Regions from separate parts of the Zea mays genome. Here region 1 is linked to region 2. A link is a contact called in public Hi-C data. All regions are on one chromosome and are shown on one strand. Each heading gives the region's core, a stretch centred on a gene start, on an enhancer-like site or on the middle of the called end of the contact. The rest is flanking DNA. Distances are from core to core; before and after follow the strand shown. Region 1 holds the start of LOC100283652 (gibberellin receptor GID1L2). Region 2 holds the start of LOC100382524.

What was found. Hi-C and Micro-C count contacts between places; a contact is called where the count stands out from the background.
Region 1: a contact with region 2 is called in a Hi-C map of tassel, with 3 times the contacts expected there. The contact joins the promoter of LOC100283652 here to the promoter of LOC100382524 in region 2. A contact is called at or near these places in 5 of 25 Hi-C or Micro-C datasets (bundle sheath, ear, endosperm and 2 more).

Annotation. Positions count from the first base shown.
Region 1 is chr4:127,598,076-127,605,019 of Zm-B73-REFERENCE-NAM-5.0, reverse strand. It overlaps LOC100283652 (gibberellin receptor GID1L2), which reads right to left and starts at 4,965. Exons shown (of 1, transcript NM_001156553.2): 1 at 3,779-4,965. The coding sequence starts at 4,868. The coding sequence ends at 3,870.
Region 2 is chr4:127,242,524-127,249,401 of Zm-B73-REFERENCE-NAM-5.0, reverse strand. It overlaps LOC100382524, which reads left to right and starts at 4,370. Exons shown (of 9, transcript NM_001361654.1): 1 at 4,370-4,755; 2 at 5,214-5,385. The coding sequence starts at 4,507.

The DNA of each region.
Region 1 (6,944 bases), core at 3,716-6,215, 360 kb before region 2:
GGACCTCCCTATACCGACCACTCCCCTACTGCCCTTCCCCCTTTCGGGTAAGGTAGTCCTCCACTAGCTTTCCTAATTAGTCAGCCAAGGGCGTCGGTAGCACTATTTTTCCGGGTGGTTCTCCATGTTCCAATTAACAATATGATCTTACCATGAACAATAATTAAACAACATAATTGTAACATGATCATAATAAAACATTAGTTTCCCAAAACCAGGTAGAGCAATAGCAAATCTACCCAATAATTCATCTGTTTGTAAGGTGGGGGATAAACAATGCTAGGGAAACCTATTAGGTCCCATCAAATTAACCTAAACATGTCACGGTGATTAACAGTAAACATTATTAGGTAAAAATAAGTGATCAAGGGCACAACTTGCCTGAGACTCAAGATTCCCAACTACCAGGATGATCTTCAGATTCTCGTGACCTCACTCCTATGTGTAGCAATACAAACAAACATGGTATAGGCAAAACTAACATCTCACCAACCATAAGCACAAACTGCATAATAATATTCTACGCGATGCTACGAGATCATGGGCTCGAGAATCACTAAATTCGGAGCTACGGTTATAAAGTTATGATTTTCTAAAGATTTAGGAGTGGGGTATAAAAGAGATTAAGTACATACATTTTGTTTTAGGTTTCATAACAATATAAAGCCACCAGGGGATAAACAATATTATTATGGATCTAATGCAACTGGAATGGATCAAAAAGGAGCTAAGATGAATTAAACAAGCTTCCGGAATTATTATTATACTAGAAATCTTTTTTTCTCAATTAATTTACCATTTTCCTGATGACTTATGGACTGTAATCATCATTTTCTACAAGTTCAGGGGCCCATTCGAAAGAAAAGGGTCAATCTGCAATATTAATTAAACTACGGTGGACGGCGGGTTGATTCCCATTAAGCCCAGGGGCTTCTTTAGACAACCGCCCCACCGAAGGGGTATCGGTGGATATTGATCGTCAGATCTGAACCAATGGCCCAGATCATAACGCCACAAATATGAACGGGTACGCGATAACATCCCTCAGATCTAGATCTAACGGTCATATTGCAATCGAGTCGAAACGTTATCCTCACACTAATCTCCACCGCCTATTCTAGGATCAATGGTTAGTAAGCGACGAGGTGAAGGGTATGGCTGGATTTAATCTGGACCACCCATCAATATCCAACGACTCGGGTTCATTACTTCACGATCTAATCTCACACACCCCACCACGATCGGACGGTCGAGATTCCGAACGCTGAATCATTATCCCTCGACTTGATCTCAGCCGGCCCCGGCCAGATCAACGGCCATGGACAGCCCTCGCATCTCTCTCTCATCTTGCTCCTTCGACCGCCGGCACACAACGCCGGGGCACGAGCACGACGGTGCCACTGGCGAAGCATCCGCCCAGCTAGTTCTTGTCCCAACCATGGAATCAAACGGTGGTACACGATGTGGAGACTATGATGAGTACGGTCAAAGACTACGCACCGGAGGTAACGAAACGATGGTCTCTGACCGCGATGGGGGGCGAATCCGTGGTGGAGAATATTTCTGGCGAGCAATCACTGAGCCACCGAGACCTCCCGAGGTCCAAATCCCTCACGCCCGCGATCTTCACCTTCCAGTGAACCTTCCTGCACAGTTGGTCGACTCCGAGCTCCCACAATGTTGAGGTGAAGTCGCAGCGGCGCTTTGCGGCAACGATTGTGGTCGACAGCGTCGATGCAGACGGATATGGAGAGGGGGTCGTGGCTCGAGTATTTATAGGCGCAAGGGGATCGACTCGGGCCCACCAAATCCTGACCACAGCGATTGGATTCAACAACCCGCCCGGAACCTGGCGCAATGGTGCGGATCTGTTGGGAGAAGACAGGTCTTACACCTCGGTCCCACATGGTGGTGACACGCACGAGTGGAGGTCATGTGCAGAGCGACTGACCAGGTGGGCCCGGGCGGCAGGTGTCTGGCGCGGAGGCGGGATGAGTTGAGGCGCGCGATGTTGGGCCGAGAGAAAGGAAGGGATGGCGAATTTCCATTCTGGCGGCCCAAACAGAATTCATTTTCTTTTTCTTTTCTATTCCCTTTTCAAATCCAATTCAAATTCAAACTCATGTTTTGAACTTCAAATTTCTAGTGTCAAAATAATCCTAATGTGAATATAAACTATACTGTTTATAATATTATTATTTATTCTTTTCCCTATTATTTATTTATGGAAGGACTAAATGACTTCATTAAAATTTACTTTCTCATTTTCTATTTTACGTTTTCATTTAAAAAATTAAGGTCAAATTTAAATTATGATTCCTTATTTCAATAAAATGTATCACCACAAATTCATAAGTATAAGATGCCCACTCTTTTATTCATTTATTGGTTACATGACTATGTTAATATCCTTAATTGATTATAAAAAAAGGTCCTAATAAATTTTAAAGGTTAAAAAAATTCTCAAAACCTTATTACAAATGTATTTATTTATTTTATTATTTTTTCCTTCTACCAATTTTGGGCTTTACAATTTTCCAAATGTTTTTCTTTTTATTTTCTCTATGGATTTCAAATCAAATTCAAACCCAATTCAAATTCAAACTAATTCAAACATGTACATCAACCAAAATAATAATTTAGGCTCAGCATGATGCAATATTTCATGACTCACATAGGTTTTGCTATATTAAATAAATAGTTAATCCCCTATAAACTAGACATAGTTCTAATAAAAAGAGAGAGAAGAAATCTAGAGAGAGAGAAACAAGAGGTAACTCCTGAATTTGGTAGGCATTAGAGAAGAAATTTTATACCCCAAATTCAGGGTGTTACAAGAGGGAATCACGACTCGTGGGTAAAGTGTGTAACCTCTGCAGAGTGTTATGAAACTGATACATCAGTCGTGCTCACGGTTATGAGCGGCCTTGGTAGCTCCATTGATTAGAGATACTATAATCACAGAAGATGATGAGGTTAATTATGGTTTTGGTGATTACGATTATGATTTTTGGTATTTTTTCGTTTGGAAGGAGTACTTTTGGGCTAATAGCTTGGGTTTAATGCTAAAACCTGGCTCTCTAGTTGTAATAATTAATTGACCAACTAAAAGCAACTGCTTGATCCTTACCCCACATAAAGCTAGTTCACCACAGCCAAACGTGACAATTGCTGAGTTTGTTGATGTGTACCCATCCTTGCTTTATAACACCAAAACCCACAGGTTGTCCACATTGCAACCACTGCTCGGGAGAAGATGAAGTCCCGGTGGAGGATTTTCAGGCGTTTCAAGACTATGATAAGTTCTAGGCGTGGGTTAGCGGCAAACCTCCAGTCGGCTGCCTGTGAAGGGCGTGTGGTTCTATGTTTCGTTTTCGCACTTTGATCTATGTTAATGACTATGTGGATGTCTCGGGCATCATGATGTAATAAAAAACGGTTATAGCTCTTTAGAGGCTCTTGACGAGAAACATTTTTTTGTGATCATTTGGTAGGGCTTCATGATGAGTCCAAACTAGACCCGCTCAAGGAGCCATGCCGCCAAAGCAACCCTTACTCAATCAGTATTATTTAAATATTTTTTTATCTCTCATTCCCTTAAGGGTGACCTCGTGGCCGCTCGTGCCGCCGTTATCGACTTCTCATCAAAATTGTGTGCCCCTCTCATCAGAATTGTAACGTTAGCATAGATTATATGCTCTTCACCTGAAGTAGTCCAATTTTGCGTGAACGATGAATTTGGCATCAAGTTGGCTAGTCGATGCGTGGGCAAAAATTTCCAAAACAGCTGAAATATATTATTTTATTTTCCACATTGTCACGCAAACACAAAGGAACAAGGGCGCACGCGTCACGGATCACGTTCACGTTCACGGCGCATTGATGAAAGCCGCCATCTTGTCCAGCATCTCCTTGGCCTTGTCGCAGTCGGGTTTGAAGAGGAAGAAGACATGGCCCTCTCCCATGGTCTCCAGCAGCTCGACGCCGGCGGCCTGCCCCAGGCGGCCTCCCCTCGCCGCGGCCACCGCCTCGGCGTACGCGCGGCCGCGCCACCTGAGGAAGTCGCCCTCCGCGGTACACACCATGACGCGCTCACACGCCAGCGTGTGGAGTCCCGGTGCGGCGGGCGCCATGGGGTTCATCCGCGGGTCTTCCATGCTATTAGCATCGGGGCACGCGAAGAACCAGAGTCCGGCGCCCATGGTGCGCACGGCGGGGTCCCTGGGCTCCTCGCCCACGGCCTCGGAGCCCCAGAACCAGGGGTGGATGAGCACGGCGCCCTTGAGCGGCGGCGGGCAGCCCTGCTGCTGCGCCTGGACGACGTCCGGGTGGATGGCGAGGTAGTGGCAGACGTTGCCGCCGGCGCTGTCCCCGGCGACGAAGACGCGCGCGAGATCCCCGTGGGCGGCGACCCAGGGGTCGGCGGCGGAAAGCACCCACTTGAGCGCGGCGAGGCAGTCGTCGTACCCCGCCGGGAGCGGGTGCTCGGGCGCCAGGCGGTAGTCGACGGAGACCGCGAGCGCGGGGCAGGCGGCGGCGAGCCTGTTGAGGAAGAGGTGGTAGTTGGGCGAGGCGGCGGACTCGGCCACGAAGCCGCCGCCGTGCACGAACACGACGACGGGCAGCTTGGCACCGGCGTCGGCCACGGGGGGCAGGTAGAGGCGGGCCGAGTAGGAGCCGAGGTGGACGTCCTTGGATTGGACCCCCGTGGCGGCGTCGTGGCCAGGCTCCACGGGCGGAGCCACCAGGGGCCGCTCGATGCGGCCGCTCTTGTAGACCCGGAGCAGCGGGCCGAACTCGCGCACGACCTCGTCGGACGGGTCGGGGGCGGGGACGGGGAAGGGGAATAAAGGCTTGGACGACGCCATGGCGGACGGCGCCGGACGCAGGCGCGCGCGCTCGTGAGAACCGCGGGGATGGGCGCCGCGCCGAGTGAGTGACGGAGTGAGCGATGCGGGCTGTTGGACTTGCGCTTGCCGCTTGGCGTGCTTTGTCTTGCTCGCCTGCCCAGCCCAGGCGGTTGGTTGGTACTTGGTAGGTTGCGGACTCTTTGATGAGGGACTCGGTCTACGCGTCGCCGGCAGTGCTGACTGCTGACTACGTGAGGGCCGGCACTGCTAGCTTGTCGATTCGCTGTGACCCGAAAGATGTGCGGTGTCCAGTTATCCGGCCTTGATGGAACCTGTTTGTGGACGCACAAGTCTCGCATATACGTATCCTTCAATTTTTTTTCTCTTCCACACACGAGAAGAGGAATTCACTTTCTTCTAGAAGATCTGATGTGATGCTAGTAGTGCTTTCTGCCTGAAAAATCCCCCGTCATTAAATATGCCATTATCTTTTTTTTTCTATTGCAACACGTGGACACATCAAAGCAACTTCAAGCTCCTTTTTCCCACCTCTGAATTTTCTTTCATCATTTTAAGTTATAAGATGCTTTAGCTTTTTAAGCTATATAGCTTATATAATATTCCCTCCCTACCAAATTAATTGGTTTTATTTAATTAATAGATTCATTATATATATATATATATATTTATATTTATATTTATATTTATCTTCGTCCATTTGAATATAGATATAAAACGAAGAGATAAAATGACTACAATTTTAGAAGAGTAGTATATTTCAATATATATATATTATATCTAGATATATGATAAAAATAGTATAAAAATAAAAAAATCTTATAACTAAGGATGAATGAACAATTAATATAAATATAGATTTTAGTAAAAAATATCACCCAACAACTTATTAGCTAGTTGTTTCTCGATAGCTTAAAATAAAGAACGAGATAGGCTCTCTTGTGCAGAAGATGTAGAGAAACAGTAGTTGGAGGATAAAAGGATATAGAGAGTTATTATTATATTAATAGCTCTCAAATAATAATTTAGAATTTAGAGAGGGTGCTCTTATTGTTGTAGACAATTTCATTTGATGTTATCAACTGTAAAGGCAAACAAATATATTGTAGCAATGGACTAACCACAGCTGAAGGTACGGTGAAGGTTGTAAGAGTCTATTTACATGTTCTCTTGCACATAACATATAGAGAAGCGATAATTGGATGATAAAAATACATAGAAAGAAATTTTTTTATTAATAACTCTCAAATAATGAATTAGAATTTAGAGGGTGTGCTCTTATTGGGAGAGCAGTTTCAAGTACCAACTACCAAGGGCTGCACATCATGTTTTACGGAGAGTAAGATTCGAACTCGTAACCTCTCGCTTATGTGCAACCTTCTCCACCACTCCACCTCTTATATCATTTGTGTCTATATTAAATTTTCTCTCCCAAGTATTATAACAAACTGAGAGTAAATTGATTATTTGAGACATTAAATGAATTTAAATGGAAAAGTTGTTAACTACAAAGTTGCATAACTCTTTGAGACCTACGACTTTTATTTAATAGTTTTTTCATCCGAGATCGTTTACAACATTTGGATTTTAAATATGAAAACTTCAAATGTATTTTTATATGATAAGATTATTTCAAATTTAAAAGATGTCAACTATAAAGTTAAATAACTTTTCGAGGCCTAGAACTTTAATTTTTGTGTTTTTTTCATCCGAGATCGTTTGAAAATTTCAAATTTTGAATTCAAAAATAGTTTTGCATGATGATTTCAAATCAAAAATTTGTCAATTAAAAAGTTTCATAACTTTTTAAGACCTACAACTTTCATTTTGGTGGTTTTTCCATTCGAGGTGGTTTGAGAAATTCAAATTTTTAATTTTTTAAATTCAAATATAGTTTTCGTTGATAGGATGACTTCAAATCAAAAAGTATCAAACTACAAAACTATATAACTTCTCAAGATCTACAAAGTTTATTTTGGTTGTTTGATCATTTGCTCATCCAACATGGTAGTTCTAACATTATTCACAAATCTTATACATCTCTCTTGTAGTTTCATAAACTATAAGAGAGATGTA
Region 2 (6,878 bases), core at 3,121-5,620:
GCTTGTTCACTCCCGCAGTGGTGTTATTCTAAGAAGGTTAGATTTGTTTGGCTTTGCCTTTCTTGTCATACAGGGCCTTGCCAAGGCGAGCCACCTCTTGCTTTAATTGCTCATTCTCCATTGCAATATCATCCGAACATGTTTCTATAACAACATTCTTAATAAGAACTTGATTGCAGGGGTTAGAATCATCAATTAAATCAAAACAAGAAGTAGAAGCATCTTTCTTAATAATTTCAGGTATTTCAACCAAAGATACTCCTGGGGTGCTAACAATGCCTTCTAGCTTAGTAGTTAGCTCATTATTGTGTATGCTAAGAATTTCCATTTTCCCTAGCAAATTTTCAATGGCTTCTTGGGAGCTAGCTAACTTAGCCTTAAGTTTTTCATTCTTTTTAATAAGGCTATCATCGGTAGCTGAGGATGGAGCACTAGACTCTAATTGCTCAATTTTAGTTGATAGCTCACAATTCAAATTTGCAAATGTTTCAAAATTTTCTAGTAAACATTTATAATCATTTTGAGAGCTAATCAACTTATTTTTTAAAGTTTTAAGTTGAGCCTTTTGTTTAGTGCATACATCCTGAAAAAATTTTATGACTTCCGCAAGCTCATCTATGGAGGGCTTTCCCTCACCTTCATCATCACTAGAGGATGGAATACTCATTTTACCTCTTGCCATAAGGCACTTGCGTGATGACCGTGATGAGGATCGGTGGCTGCACGTCCTTGGAGGTTCATCTTCGCTTGAAGAGTCATCCCAAATTTTGACACTTGTAAGCGCCTTGCATTTGCTCCTCCCCTTCGTGGGTTATTTGGACAATTGTCCCTGGAGTGGCTCTTCTCCCCGCATGCGAAGCATCCTCTCTTTGTTTGCTTTTTCCTGTCAATGTTAAAGAGAAGATCCTCGACCTGCAAGGGCACACCCATTAGATTAATCTTGCGAATCATCCCCATTACCTTTCCAACGCGCCGGATTGTTTCTTCGTCCTCGAAGGTTGATGTTGATGGTTGATTATCATCATCATCATCACTTTCTTCTTCTTCCTCTTCATCACTTGTGAAACTTGGAGCAGGAGCCTTCTTCTTTCCTTTACTCTTTTCATCACATGCAAAAGCATATGGCCTTGAAGAAGTTGGCTCCTCTTGTCAACCCATTTTTCATGACATCTCAAATTCCGCAATTTTCCCAATCACAATGGCCGGGATCATTTGACTAAAGTCCTCCATGTTGTGAAGAATGGTGATGATGCTCCCATATCTTTGTTGTGGTAGTAGGGAGATAATCTTCCTCACAATGTCCGCATCACCTAGCTTATTAATGCTAATAGAATTGAGCTCATTGATGATTAGATTCAAACGAGAATACATATCTCTAATAAGCTCATTATCCTTCATAGCAAAAGAATTGTACTCATTTAAGACTAGACAATGTTTTTGCTCATGGACATAGAATGTGTCATCATGAAGCTCATGCAATTTTGGCCAAATCTCATTAGTAGTTTTTATTGTAAAAACTTGATTAAAAATATCCATGCTAAGAGATTCATACAAGCAATTTTTGGCTCTAGCATTTAAATGAATTTCTTTTTCCTCACTCGTGGTGGGGTTCTCGAGATTCTTGGGAGGTTTCATCCCGTCACGAGTGACTCTCCAAACACCTAGATCAACGGCCTCTAGGTAACAAGCCATTATAGCACTATAATATGGGAAGTTAGTGCCATCGAAGTGTGGTGGCCTACGGGTATCCATCCACTTTCTCTAAAAAGTGTTGACTCTTTTAGCGGTGAAGCTAAAGTGTTTCAAATGAGCCAAACCAGGCTTTGATACCAATTGAAGGAAACAGTGATGCCTAAGAGGGAGGGGAGTGAATTAGGACTTTTAAAACTTTCTCTAAACTAGGCCATAAATAAAACCTAGAGCAAAACCTATGCAAATAATCAAACCAGAATGTGCAAACTAGGTTTTGTCTAAGTGTTGCTATCTCTACCGCAAAGGCTAAGTTTCAATCTAAACAATCTACCAAAAAGACAAGATTGAAACTTAAATACTTAATGTAAATGCGGAAGGTAAAGAGCAAGGTAGAGATGCAAATTCTCGTGGATGATGCCGATATTTTTACTGAGGTATCTCGAACCACGCAAGGTTCCGACTAATCCTCGTTGATACCCCTACGCAAAGGGTAGCCCACGCGAGGGCCAAGCACCACGGTCGAGTAACTCCGTAGAGAGTCACGGGCCTTCTCCACGTGCAAGTGGTGCTCTGCTTCTGGCTCCTCTCGGACGCTGTCCGCCGTCTCCACTATCGAGCTTTCGGCTGAAACACCACGGGCCTCGTTCCCTCTGGTACACGGTGGCGGCCGTAACACAAACACAGTTGTCACGGTCTCGCAAGAGTCTCGCCCCACTCGGTACAATTACAACGACTCACGTAAGAGCCGAGGGGTTGTGTGGTTTTTCTAAACTCACTCAACTGACTAGGATTCACCTAGAGCAAGCGCATAAGCGGTCTAACTAACCTAAACACTTCACAAAGCATCTACGCTAATCACTGAGTGATTCTATTAAGCACTTTGGTGTTTGAGCACTTGGAAATGTCTACAATATGCCTTGATATGTTGCTTGGGCTCCCACACCTTGAAATGGCCGGTTGGGGGTATTTATAGCCTTCCCCCACAATTATAGCCGTTGGACAGAAGCAACAGTTTTCTGTCGATGGGCACACCGGACAGTCCGATGCACACCGGACAAGCACTGTTCACTGTCCGGTGCCCTGCCACGTCAGCCGACCCTTGGGGTCTGTAGCAGTCGATCGTTGGATCTGACTGTTACCCAGACTGTCCGGTGCTACAGACTGCCCGGTGTCCCACCGAACAGTCCGTTGTGGGCCTCTCTGCGCAGACTGCCCGTTGTCCCACCAGACAGTCTAGTGTACATCGGACATGTTACTGTTCAACTGTCCGATGCACCACTAGTGCGCTGGCTGACTGCCCACTTCATGGATTTCTTCGCTGTTTCTTTTGGGCTTCTTTTCTTCTTGAGACTTGGGCTTCTACACATCTTTTATGTCTTCTTTTAAGGTGTTGCATCCTTAGTGTCTTAGTTCAATCCTCTTCGCATCCTATAAACATAAGCATTAGCAAACATATTAGTCCACATGTTATGTTGATCATCAAACATGAAAACCTTTTGAGCCAAACGGCCCGAGTCCATTTTCCTTACACAAACAAAGAGCACAACTGTATCATCAAGATGAGGCCTCTAGGTGCACATAGGACAACATCATTGACCATTTCATGTAAAAATTCCAAGCTAACCACATGAAAAACAAACTCGCAACAACTATACCTAGCATAACAAAGTAGATAGGACATCCTCAAATCAACCAAAATAGGCTAGAACAAATCAAGAACAATATGTATTGAAGGAAACCCTAACAGAATCAGGGACCAGGAAAAATAGAAGATTGCGGGTGAATTTCACCTTGGGTTCGAGGTCGTTGCAATAGAGAGGAATCAGATCTGAAAGTAGAGGAAGCCGATCGGCATGGTGGGGGAGCAGATGGGGACGAAGAGGAGAGGAAGAAGTCCAACAGCTCGGAGTCCTTGCAGTCGCTGGAGCAGCGTCACGCCGACGAGTCTCGAAGTTGGGCGAACAGAGTCGAAGGCCACCGATGGAGGTCGCCGGCACCACACACCACTGCTCAGCACCACCGGTATCTCACGAGAGAGGAATGAGGGCAACGAGCTCAAAGAGTAAGGAAGGACACACAACGAAATCAGCTTAAGTACGAGAGGATTCGTCGATACTGAGCGCGTGCGGAGGTTTCACCTTCCCGCGCGAGCCACCAGCCACAAAGGAAAATAGCTCGTCTTGTGCTGCGCACAGCCAAGCTTTGAGAAAACGAACTGCTAACTGTTTCCCCACAACCATGCAAAAACTTAGACTTTGCACGCGTATGACTTAGGGTATGCTTGGTTTGCAGTCTGAAAATTTGCCTAGGCCAAACAATACTTTCCAGGCGTAGAATTTTCATCGGCTGGGCTCAAATTGTTGCCTAGATGAAAAGGTGCCTTGCATACAGTAACCAAACACACACTTAACTACTTAAACCACACGAGAAAATTTGTAGCTCGAGAGCACAGTGGAGTCTCAAACAGTCAAACATGCCCTTTGTAACTGGAGGCTGGAGCCCTTCAAAGAAAAAAAAAAACGGGGGCCCCTCATCGGCCTGCCTACCTTTGCCGAAATTGTGTAATGCGCGTGGCGGGCTGGATTTCCGCGTCCCGTACTCGTCCAAATTCTCCTCGTCTCGTCTCCCATGTGACCCATCCAACCGCCCTCTCCTCTCTTCCTCTTCCTCGCACCACCTCCACCACCACCCTCCTCTCTTCTCGCCTCCACCACCAAAAGGGGTGAGAGGCACGGGGACCGCCCGCCTCGCTCGCTGGCCTGCACACTGGATTCGGCGCCGCGGCGGTAGTTGCAGCGGCGGCCTGGCAGGGAGATGTCTTCACGCTCGGGGTCTACGAGCGGCGGGAGCACCGGTGGCGGCAGCAGCGCAGGGGGAGGCGCCGCGGTGCCGCTGGCCTTGCTGCTGAGGCGGGAGGTGGCCAGCGAGCGCACCGCATCGGAGCGACCGGAGCTGCACTCGGGCCTCTTCAGCCAGGCCAAGAAAGGCGAGGACTTCACATTCCTCAAGCTCGAATGCGAGCGCGTCCCCGGCGTCCCGTCCTCCTCCTTCTCCGCCTTCGGCGTAAGCGCAGCCCCCCGTTCTCTCTCTCTATCCCCTCCCATCGCGATCGCTGCCCCCGATCTGGCGTCACGTGGATCGCTGCCATGCCTGGAGGCATCTAGGTGGGGTGGCGATGAACGATCGGCTAGGGTGCGCCAAATATTATAGGTTTCAGGGTGAATTTCGTATTTGGGATATGTGGGTGTCGGCAATTAGGATTCGTCTCGTGCGGAACAGGAGCTCTGATTTTGCCATTTTGGGTCGCATTTCACTTATCCTTGGTATGGAACATCCATGACAACCCTTCACGGTCTACTCGCATCGATGTATAAAAGAAGGGTAACCCATAAAGGAATGCCTTCATGCGATGCTCCTTCTACGCCAACGTAGGTGGTTAAAAGTGTTTATATAGGAAAATGCATGCTTGAGCTTGGATCACCAAACAAGCCCTATTTCTAAGCGCTGTCTTCATGTTACAGCTGTTTGATGGGCACAATGGGAACGGGGCCGCAATTTACACCAAAGAGAATCTCTTGAACAACATCTTGAACGCGGTCCCTGCTGATCTCAACAGGGAAGACTGGCTTGCTGCACTCCCAAGAGCGCTGGTTGCTGCATTCGTTAAAACGGATAAAGATTTCCAGACTAAAGGTGTGTGATACAAAAACTAATGCACCATCGATTAATATCTATTTATTGTGTCGATGAACTTGTCTATCTGTCTAGGTTCTTTTCCTTGTCTGTTATCTTGTAGAGACAACATAAATAAGATTGAGATCTGATATCATAATTTCGGATGTTATTGTGTCTATCGCCACTGTCATACATACACAACATATTCGTGTAGCACATATCTAAAATCTATTTTTTAGAACAACGCAGGAGAACTGTGTGTCATTTCATTAAGGAAGAAAATAATTTGTTACAATGGGGGTTATAACACCCCCAACACACTTGAAACACACTACACAACAACTGAACACAACCACCCTAAGACCACTCTAGGCCACACCAGCCTAATGGGTAGGAGCCTCCCATAGGAGGAGCTTCATGGGGTTAGAAGCCCCAGCCAGGCACCACATATGGGAATCAGCGGTCACTTGAGCCTAAATCGTTTGAGTCCAAGGATGAGCACCATTGAACACGCAAGCGTTTTCTGTGCTTCCACAACTCGCAAGTGACCAAGATGGCCAAGGAATTGAACCCTTTTTTAAACTCTTTGGGGATAGCAGCTGCTGCCTTACTCCATCAGGACCAGAACCGGCTAGAGGCATCGGGGCGTGGAACCATGTTAAGGTTGAGTTTCCTCAAAATCCTTTCCCAAACTTCTCTGGACAGCACACAGGAGAATAGAATATGCTGAATGGTTTCCTCCGCCTAATCACAAAACCGGCATGCTGGCTGATGGGGCAGCCCTCGCTTAGCCAACCTATTTGAGGTCTAGCACCTATTGTTGATAGCCAACCAAGCAAAGAACTTGCAATTTGCTAGAGCCCAACTTTTCTAGATTTTTCTCCATGGAGAAAACTGAATGGTTCCTATAAACATCGCTTGATAGGCTGATTTACAAGAATAAGCTCTAGAAGAGGATGACTTCCAAATATGTCGGTCAGGAATTTCAGGCTGCAACACCATTCCATCCACCAAATCCAGATTGAAAGATAATCAACAAGGACTTGAGCTATGAGTGCTCCTTTGATATCAACCACCGAAGATCTGTTCACAAGTGTAAGCAACGAGACTCTTACTCTAATCGAGAGGATGACACTATGAGTTGGAGCAATTTTTCTTGTTTATTCCCCACACACTACACAATGCCATACCCTTCTAAGGGTTGGGGTTACATATTTATATCTCTAAGGGCTGCCGAGCATACACTAAGGTGCTCCTAGAGATGCTACACATACAGAGATGTTGTTTCTCTAAGACTACAAAGGTGCTGTCCATCAAAGGCTGGATTACACAGATGCTAAAGGTACTGTCCTAACAGCAAAGATGCTGTCCTTAGATGCTAAAGGTGCTGTCCTAACTGCAGATGCTGTCCTTAGATGCTAAAGGTGTTGTACTAACTGTAGTCTGTCCTAATTGTAGTCCTCCACAAAGGCTATAAGACTTATTTCATCATTCTACCCTTAAGTCTTGTG